Linked DNA regions of Mus musculus: regions 1 and 3 are each linked to region 2. Evidence: chromatin contacts called from public promoter capture Hi-C data. All regions are on one chromosome and are shown on one strand. Each heading gives the region's core, a stretch centred on a gene start, on an enhancer-like site or on the middle of the called end of the contact. The rest is flanking DNA. Distances are from core to core; before and after follow the strand shown.

The links. Promoter capture Hi-C pulls out the DNA fragments that hold promoters and counts their contacts.
Region 1: a promoter capture Hi-C map of embryonic stem cells shows a contact between it and region 2, with 16 read pairs. The contact joins the enhancer-like site here to the promoter of Prss50 in region 2. A contact is called at or near these places in 6 of 39 promoter capture datasets (cranial neural crest, embryonic stem cells, frontonasal cranial neural crest and 2 more) and 2 of 9 other capture datasets (adipose tissue and liver).
Region 3: a promoter capture Hi-C map of embryonic stem cells shows a contact between it and region 2, with 19 read pairs. The contact joins the promoter of Nradd here to the promoter of Prss50 in region 2. A contact is called at or near these places in 13 of 39 promoter capture datasets (the 3T3-L1 cell line, 3T3-L1-derived adipocytes, the C10 cell line and 8 more), 23 of 484 Hi-C or Micro-C datasets (the 63-12 cell line, B cells, CD8 T cells and 16 more), 1 of 115 datasets of contacts at active chromatin or transcription factors (double positive thymocytes) and 5 of 9 other capture datasets (adipose tissue, embryonic stem cells, liver and 2 more).

Annotation. Positions count from the first base shown.
Region 1 is chr9:110,696,183-110,698,882 of GRCm38.p6, forward strand. All of the region lies in intron 2 of Ccdc12 (coiled-coil domain containing 12), which reads left to right. Among named protein-coding and RNA genes, the nearest start is that of Gm35715, 22 kb to the left of the region's middle. Within about 2 kb of position 1,434, at least 33 of the 459 cell types and tissues checked have an H3K27ac peak or open chromatin away from gene starts, as enhancers often do. A contact at or near this core is called in embryonic stem cells, where this site is marked.
Region 2 is chr9:110,856,651-110,859,388 of GRCm38.p6, forward strand. It overlaps Prss50 (protease, serine 50), which reads left to right and starts at 1,317. Exons shown (of 5, transcript NM_146227.4): 1 at 1,317-1,809. The coding sequence starts at 1,341.
Region 3 is chr9:110,622,964-110,625,670 of GRCm38.p6, forward strand. Nradd (neurotrophin receptor associated death domain) reads right to left here and starts at 1,430. Exons shown (of 5, transcript NM_026012.2): 1 at 1,352-1,430; 2 at 124-272. The coding sequence starts at 160. It overlaps Nbeal2 (neurobeachin-like 2), which reads right to left. Exons shown (of 54, transcript NM_183276.2): 53 at 2,366-2,501; 54 at 1,826-2,263. The coding sequence ends at 2,162.

The DNA.
Region 1 (2,700 bases), core at 184-2,683, 160 kb before region 2:
CACCTGGCATCCCAGCACTAGTAAGGCTGAGGCAGGAGGATTGCTGCGAGTTTGAGCCCACCTACAGTTTGAGACTCCAAACTCTCCTCTGCCCTTACTCCTTCTAACAACCAGCTTGTTGATGTCAACTGAAGAGAAAGAAACCTGCTGGCATTTTGATTAGAATTTTATTGAGTGTATGGATAAGAAATGCTTTTTATTTCTCTCCTGGGATAAGTCTTGTCACGTTCCCCACAGACAAACCTGTGTCAGAAAGGGGGAGCCCTAGTGCTGGCAGACTTGTGTTTGTTGGAAGGAAAGACACCTATGGCCCCCAGAAGTCAGCTGTTTTTGCTTCCCAAAGGCAAGCCCTGTCTGCTAAGTGCCTGGAGGCTCTGCCCTGTAGAGGGCCCATTGGGTTGGAACTGGGAAGCAGGTGAAGGGAGGCAGCTTCACACCATACCTGACATGGGAGTGTACCATGCTAAGTGCCTGACCAAGCAGGTCGCAAACAGGTTCCTTGCAGCTTTGGGTCTTGGTGTTTGTTGGACGTGATGCTAGGACTTAAGCCCATGGCATTGCACGCACCACGTTGAGCTATATCTTTGTGTCCAGGTTCCTAGATCCAACAGACCTCCGTGGGTTTTCCCTGGAGTGAGTGTCCCATACTGTGAAAGACAATAGGCCACTGGCCTGCCTTCTTAGGGAATGGAAAGGTTGTTCTCCAGCTCCATGTGTGTATGTGACCCTCCTGAAGACAGTGGTCCCACCCTGCTGAGAGCCAACCCCAGGCCAGGTGCCAAAATCCTTTAGTCTGGCAAGCACCAGGCTTCTCTCTGGATTGGGCCCCAGGGTCCTTGTACCAAGGCATGTCACAGGTTAAACACGTTACCCCATTTTCTTGGTGACCAGAAGGCCACGCCCACCTTCCAGCTTCAGGTGTCCCTGTCACCAGCCAGTGGGTTGGCTGAGGCTCCCTTCTCTCACCAAAGCTACAGAATGGGAACATAGAATCCAGCACCCCTTTCCAGACTCATAATTCTCAGGAGCAGGCTGGGGATTGAGAAGAACAAATTTTAAAAGGGCTGGCTTAAGACCAGCGTGAGTCTGACTGCCCTTGTGAGCTGCAGTGGGCATGTCCCCACTGGGTAGGAAGAGAGTGGGAACATCGCTGGGGCCTTCCCTTTCTGTGTGGGAATCTGTGTTGTATCTTCTGTGTCATGCTCTTCCGTGCTTTCAGAGTCCCTTGCTGAAGTCTTCTGGCCGCTCTGGGCTGGGTGTGGTGTATAGGTTGGGTAACCACAGGCAGGTGAAGTCACTTGTCTAAAATCTCCCAGCTGAAAGCGAGTAGAGCTGACTGGGCCCCTCCCTGCATCCCATCTGATGCGCAGGGTGGGACAGTGAGCTCATGCAGCCTTCTGTGTCACCAAAGAGAAATTGAAGCTGTCCCTGCCCTCTGCCTGCTCCCCAGACCCAACAAAGCCTGCCCCGCCTTCTTAGCCTTCTGTGCTACTCCACAGGGGATGGAATCCTGGCCTCTGTCCCACATCCTCTTGGCAGGTCAAGGGTGGGCTAAAGGATGCAACAGCCCTATGAAGAATCAGTCAGGCATTTGCAGGCCAGGGCAGCCTGGTGGTGTGAACACTTCCACCTACAGTGTTCTGTAGAGTTATGGTTGGGCCCAGGGGGAGGAACATTGGACTTTACAGGCCTCTCCCTGTATCCCTGTTACCTGAACTTTTTCAGGGAAGACCTGAGCAAACCAGATAGGGCACCAATGACAGCAAAGAACAGGTCCAGCCTGGGAACCAGCCAGTGTGTTGGACTGACTTATATAAGAATGTAGGAGAGATTACTTACAGGAGCCCAGGCAACCCCAAAACAGTCACATCACTGACTAGGCCCACCCCAGCATGAGCAGGGGTTCAGGAAGTAGTGTCTGGAATCTCAGGTGACAGAACGATGACCTCCCTGGCACTAATTTTATGAGGACCATCAGCAGGCACTGTCGGAAGGGTCATCACAGCTGCTCTGGTTAAGACAGTGATGGCTGTTAGCAGAGGACAGCAGGACAGCACATCCACCGTAGATTCCAGCATCTGGGCTTCAGTAGCCTTTGTGCAGGTTCTCCTCTGTCAGCCCCCTGGGAGCTGATGTAAACCTTATTTCTCTTAAATTTAAGTAAGTGTACACACTTCACACACACACACACACACACGAGAGCACACGCTTTTAGTTTTTTTGTTTTGTTTTTATTTTTTGAGACAGAGTTTCTCTGTATAGCCCTGGCTGTCCTGGAACTCACTCTGTAGACCAGGCTGGCCTCGAACTCAGAAATCCACCTGCCTCTGCCTCCCAAGTGCTGGGATTAAAGGCGTGTGCCACCACTGCCCGGCTTGGTTTTTTTGAGATAGAGTCTCACTGTGTAGCCCTGGCTGGTCCTTGCTGTGTAATCTCAGTGACATCAGACTCTAAGAGCCCTCTTGTGTGAGATTATTAGTTGTGCGCCACCACATCTGGATTTAAGTTTAAATTGCTGCTTAAGTATATATACAGCTTTTTTTTTTTTTCAGTTGTAGGAAGTTTAGAAAGTTCAGATTAATGGGCAGTTTAGCAAGCCTGTGGATTAAAAAGGGCTGAGGATTTGGTCCAGCAAGCCTTCCACAGCCAGCCATAGGCTTTTCCCAGCACAGGGCTGATAAACACACTCGTGCAGAGCCT
Region 2 (2,738 bases), core at 67-2,566:
CATGGGGGCAAGAGTGGCAGATTTCCCCTAGAGCTGGAGTAGCAAGTGGTTATGGGCCATCAGGTGTGGCTCCTGGGAATCAAACTCAGGTCTTCTGAAAGAGCAGCACACACTTTTAACCACTGGTACAGCTATCCAGCCTGTAGCTTTCACTCTTGCTGACTGGGACTTGAAGTCCCTGCTCTGTGAACCTAGCAGTTCAGTGGCTCCCATATTCCCAAGGCCCCCTCCCTGTGTCTTCCTGTAAGAACTAACTTCCTTCTAGGAGACTTCCTAAGGTCAGATGAGAGACTTGACTCTACCATCTGTGTTCTGCTGCCTTCATGTCTCTGCCAACCCCTAACTTTCCCCTGAGGGGGGGGGGGGTTCCTGATCCCAGCCAGTTCCTCCTCTGTTGCTGGCAGGGGTGAGTGATGTAGGTCCCTGCTTGGAGATTGTGAAGTGACTGTATCCGGGCCTCCTGGTGTGCTTCAGTGACTCCATCAGTGACCTCGGGTCTGCTGGCTAAGAGCGACAGTTCCCCTTCCTCCACCAGGAAGCAGAAATGTGGCAGCAGTGATTGCTTTTGTTCTCCCAGATAGGAACATGAAATCGTCTGCTCAGGTGTCTCTCCCAAGAACCAAGACCTTGATAAGAACAGACTTTGTCTCTTAAGCTAAAAATATACAATTCCTTGCACCAAGGCTCCCAGGAGTTGAGTACATTACTTTTTAAATGTTATTAACTATGTTGCTGAGTCATTAACATGTTCCTCAAAAGCCCAAACATAGTGAACTCCTATTCTCACCGTTGACCGATGGACACTGCACTTCTCCCTTATGGCTCCCACTGCGAGTAAGTGGCTCTAGAGAGCACATTGCTTCAAATATTTCAGCCTTTAAAAATTGTCATTGAAGCCAAGCTTGGCGACTCATACCTATTTCCCAGCACTTGGGAGGCCAAGGTAGAATTGCTGTGAGTTCGAGACCAGCCTAACGAACACATTACTTTGCTTCATCAGTGCCCTGAGACAACGGCCTGCGCTGTTAGCATTCAAGGAGGAAGGCATGGATGCCGGCAGAGGAGGGTAGGGGTATCGACACGTCGGGGATGGCCTTCCTCTCGCTGCTGCGGCTGCTGGTGGAGAAAGCACGGAAGCTTAGAAATTAGCTGAGGCGAGGCATAGGGACCCAGAGAAAGGGCCCAGGAGTCTGAGGAAAGACACAAGGCAGACACTCCTTGCGCGCCTTTAGCGGGAGCGCCCCAGCGAATGGCATCTAGGGGGCGCCACGCAGGCTGGGCACCAGCGCACCATGAGGCGCCCGATGGAGGGCGCCATTGTGGAGGAACCTAGCGGCGCAATGGAGCCCTGGTGCGGGGCAGAGGTCCGTGGGCAGGGCCCTCAGGGTCCCCGTGTGCCTGGGGCTTCCCGCTCCCGCTCCCGCGCCCTTCTCCTGCTGTTGCTGCTGCTGCTGCTGCTCCTGCCTCGGCGGCCGGCAGGTGAGCGCATCCGCCCCCGACGCCCTCCCCGGCACGCCCACCCGCGGCCACCTCTGACTCGCTGGAGACCTTCCACAGGCTACTTGGCCGCAGGAGCATCCCCGGGGACGCTGTCCACCACCGTCCCGACCGGACCCGGGGTCTCCTGTGGCTCCAGAGGCATCTGTCCCTCAGGCAGGCTTCGCCTTCCTCGGCAAGCCCAGACTAACCAGACCACGACGGCTCCACCGAACTCACAGACCATGGCTCCACTGAAAACGGTGGGGACTCTCGGCATGATGGACACTACTGGGTCCGTTCTTAAGACGGTTCATTCCAGCAACCTCCCCTGTGAGTACTGGGCAGGGGAGGTCAGGGAATTCTGACGGATTTTTTGATCTCTAGGGTCAAAGGGTCGAGGTATCAAGGACCCAAAGGAAGAGTAGATAGAAGGAAAAGCAGAAGGGAACGTCCCTGTACAAGTGTTTATTGAGCATGTGGGGTGGGCCAGGCCTTGGGCCTGCCTTCAGGGTCCTTTGCTTATGGGCCTTCCATCCTGGTGATGGGGGCAGGCTGAGGAAAGTCAAAGCTCGTGCTGGAAATGCTGAGTTTGGGGGTGCTGTCGGGGTACTCAGAGCTGGCTGCTGGCCAGATGCCTCTCTGGCCACTGCAGGTCCTCCTTTGATCTAGCTTGCCCCTGTCTCAGGTTTCCATCCGGGAACCCACAGTGTAACTCCAAGAGGCCTGTGTGAGACTTCTTGTGGGGTCTGCAGAGCACACCTGGTGTTTTAATTTTCTTGCTGTTTGGTGTGATAGAGCCACTTGGGGGTGGGGACTTTATTTTCCTTAAGTTTCCAGGTCACAGTCCATCACTGAGGAAAGCCAGGGTGAGAACCTGGAGCAGAAACTATGGAGGAGGGCTGCTTGCTGTCACACTCACTCACGGGACCGTGCTTAGCTTGATTTCTCATATAGCCCAGGCCCACCTGCCTAGGGATAGTGCCACTCCACAGAGGGCTGTGCCATCCAGCATAATTAATAATCAAGACAACCCTCACCCCGCCCCCAACGAATTACCCATAGGCCAATCTCATTTAGACAATTTATCAGTGTAGGCTTTTCTTTCCCATGTGTCAAGCTGGCAATTAAACTTAACCAGTATACTTTCACATAAACAATTGTCTGTGGTTGAGACCCACATAAGAGATAGTTATTATCCTAGCATTCAAGGCAGCCGCTTTAACTGCCTCAGAAAGTATAGCAGGGTGCATCAAGGTACT
Region 3 (2,707 bases), core at 180-2,679, 230 kb before region 2:
TTGTACCCAGTGTAGACAGGGTTCAAGGGTCAGGGACTAAAGAGCCCGTGAATGGACTTGTACACGACCCACTCTACCTCCCAATCTGCCCGCTACCTAGGATCTGGGACAAGGAATGCCTACCTGAATAGACCACACCTTTGCTGACGTTATAAAGCATGGTGCTGCCAGGCGCTGCCTGCTGGGCTGTTTTTTGGTGAAGGGGAGTTGTGTAGAGAACTGAGTTGACGGAGCTTGGAGCCTGCTTCTCTTGAATCTCAGAAGGAGGAACTCTGCAGAAATATGAAGAAATCCTCAGATCTGCTGTCAGGAGTCCCTGGGGGCAGCGTGTGTGTCCATCCTGATTCACACCAGGGCTGGAACAGTTTCTCCTGTGTCAAATAGGTGGAGGTAACAACTGGCTCCTGCTAGCCAAAGCTGGTGGCATGGGGTACAGCTCAGGATAGAAATCACCCGATCTCAAAGACCTTCCCAAGTACCTGGGCTGAGTCTGGGGATGTTAAAAGGAGGGTAAAGATACATGGACTGTGACCCTATCTCAGGCTGAAACATCCCTAGGAACTGGTGATCATACACATCTGCCAAAACCCAGCATCCCAAGGTCCCCAAGGCAAGCCCGCTTACACTGCCTAATGCTCCCTCTGTCCCCTCCAGGGCCAGTGGCCAGCCCTTTCCTGGGCAGGGACTAAGTGAACTGATACCTTAATGGTTCAGCAAACTCATAGACCATACAGATCTCAGAGGGCCTGAAATGGAAGAACAGGGCCAACTCAGACCAAGGACCCACCTGGACCCTAGAGTACTAAATCTGCTGAGACCACTCCCTGCAGTCTACGGAGGAGGAGAGGCTCCAGATCTGAAGGAGGAGAGAGATCTGGCTTGGATAAGTAAGAGATTAAAAGAGGCCCTTCAAGTCCCCAACGGCTACTGCTGCATAGCCAATGGCTCTAACACGTGGTGTGTCTATAGTAGGGCTATCAGCAGTTCGGTGCTGTAGTCAGGTAAACCTCTGATGTGGGTGGCCCCTTTATGGACTTTGTATCTTTGTGTCGCCACATTGGGAGTTGGGGGCTTCTGGGATCCTTGGTGGGTGGGCCTGTAAACCAGTAGCAGCAGACAGGCCTTGGAATCTGCCCCACCCATCCTGAGCAGCCGGAGTGGAACTTCTTCAGGGCTCCCCACCCATCTCCAAGCCCAAAATGGGAAGAAACAATTCAACAGCCCCTGCAGGCCCATACACACCCCAACACAGACGCTGGTACCCACAGGATCAGAGCACTAAAGGCGGGAGACAGAGAAAGTTCTGGCCCCTTCCACCTAGCAAGAGCCCGGCTAGTCATTCCCTCCTAACCTTCTGCGGCCACCCCTCCGAGGGTGCCAGGATCCACTCAGCTAGGAAGACGACGGGAGTCCCTGGAGAGGGCAGGTTCCGGTCTGCCCAAGAGTGAGCCAAGGCAAGGGGCGGGCCAGTGGGGGGGTGGTGTTGAAGAGGGGAGCAGGACAATGAAGAGGCGGGGCCGAGCTCGAGGGCGCGGTCCCGCCCCCGCCCCACGCCGGAGCACGCAGAAGCACTCGGAGTTCACAGAAGCCGACACCAGCGTGCCTGGCAGAGCAGGCCACTGGCATGCAAATGCCATGCAATGGACCGCGAGAGCTGAGAACCAGGAGTCAGGAAACGTCTGGCAAAGCCAGAGGCGCCTCCGCTGGCTACACCGAGGCCAGCCTGGCCAGGAAGAAGCATGCCAGGCCAGACAGGGTAACAGAGGCTAAGACTGGGGGCCACAGGAGGCCAAGGACGGCGGCACATGTGTACTCAAGAAACCGAAAGATTACAAAACTAGGCCACGTTTATTGCTGAGAATGGGCAGCGATAGTCACCTTTGAGGATTAAGGCCACAGGTGGTCTTTGTGCTTTCACTGGGACGTGGGATTTGAAAGTAGGGATTCCCTCCCACCCCAGATTGTGCAAAATATGCAGCAGCGGCCTCAGAGGCCGACGCTAGGTCTCCCCTCAGCCGGCGAGGGGCGGGACTTCCTGGTGATGCCATCTACCAATCCCTGAGCTGGAGGGTGGGCCCCGCCCACCCCCTGGTGCAGTAGTCTCCTGGGCAGAGAATCAGGCTCGGGCCGGGTCTGATGTCTGAGCGCCTAGACTCTAGGTTCAGCGAGCCTCGCCAGGATTGTATTCAGTCTCCCCAGAGGACACCTGGGAGATTCGCCGCGAGGAGCGCCACAGCCTCCGCGCGAACTGGCTGCTGCGTACCTAGCGGGAGTAGGGATGGGATGAGATGCGGTGAGCCCTGGCAGCCGCACCCCACAACCCGCCACCCTCCTGCCCGGCCGGCCAAGCTGCCCTCTTCCTCACCTCAGAAGGCTGCCCAGCGCCCACAACGATCAATTTGCCATCTTCCAGGCCCACCAGCACATGACTGCGCTCCTTGGTCACAGACACACTGTGGACCGGCACTTTCATGGGCAGGGGAGGCACGGCGGGCCGCAATCTGGAGCAGGGAAGTAGGTGTACACTGAGTCACAACTGCAAGGAAGCCAGCTAACAGACACCTTTTCGTGCATCTACTTTGTCTTCATTTGAAGTCTGGCTAAGCTGAATTCCTGGCTTATAGAACTCCCACAACTGTGTAGCTAAGGGAGGGCCAGGGCAAGAATCCCCATGAGTAACACATGCTAGTGAGTGGGTAGTATGCAC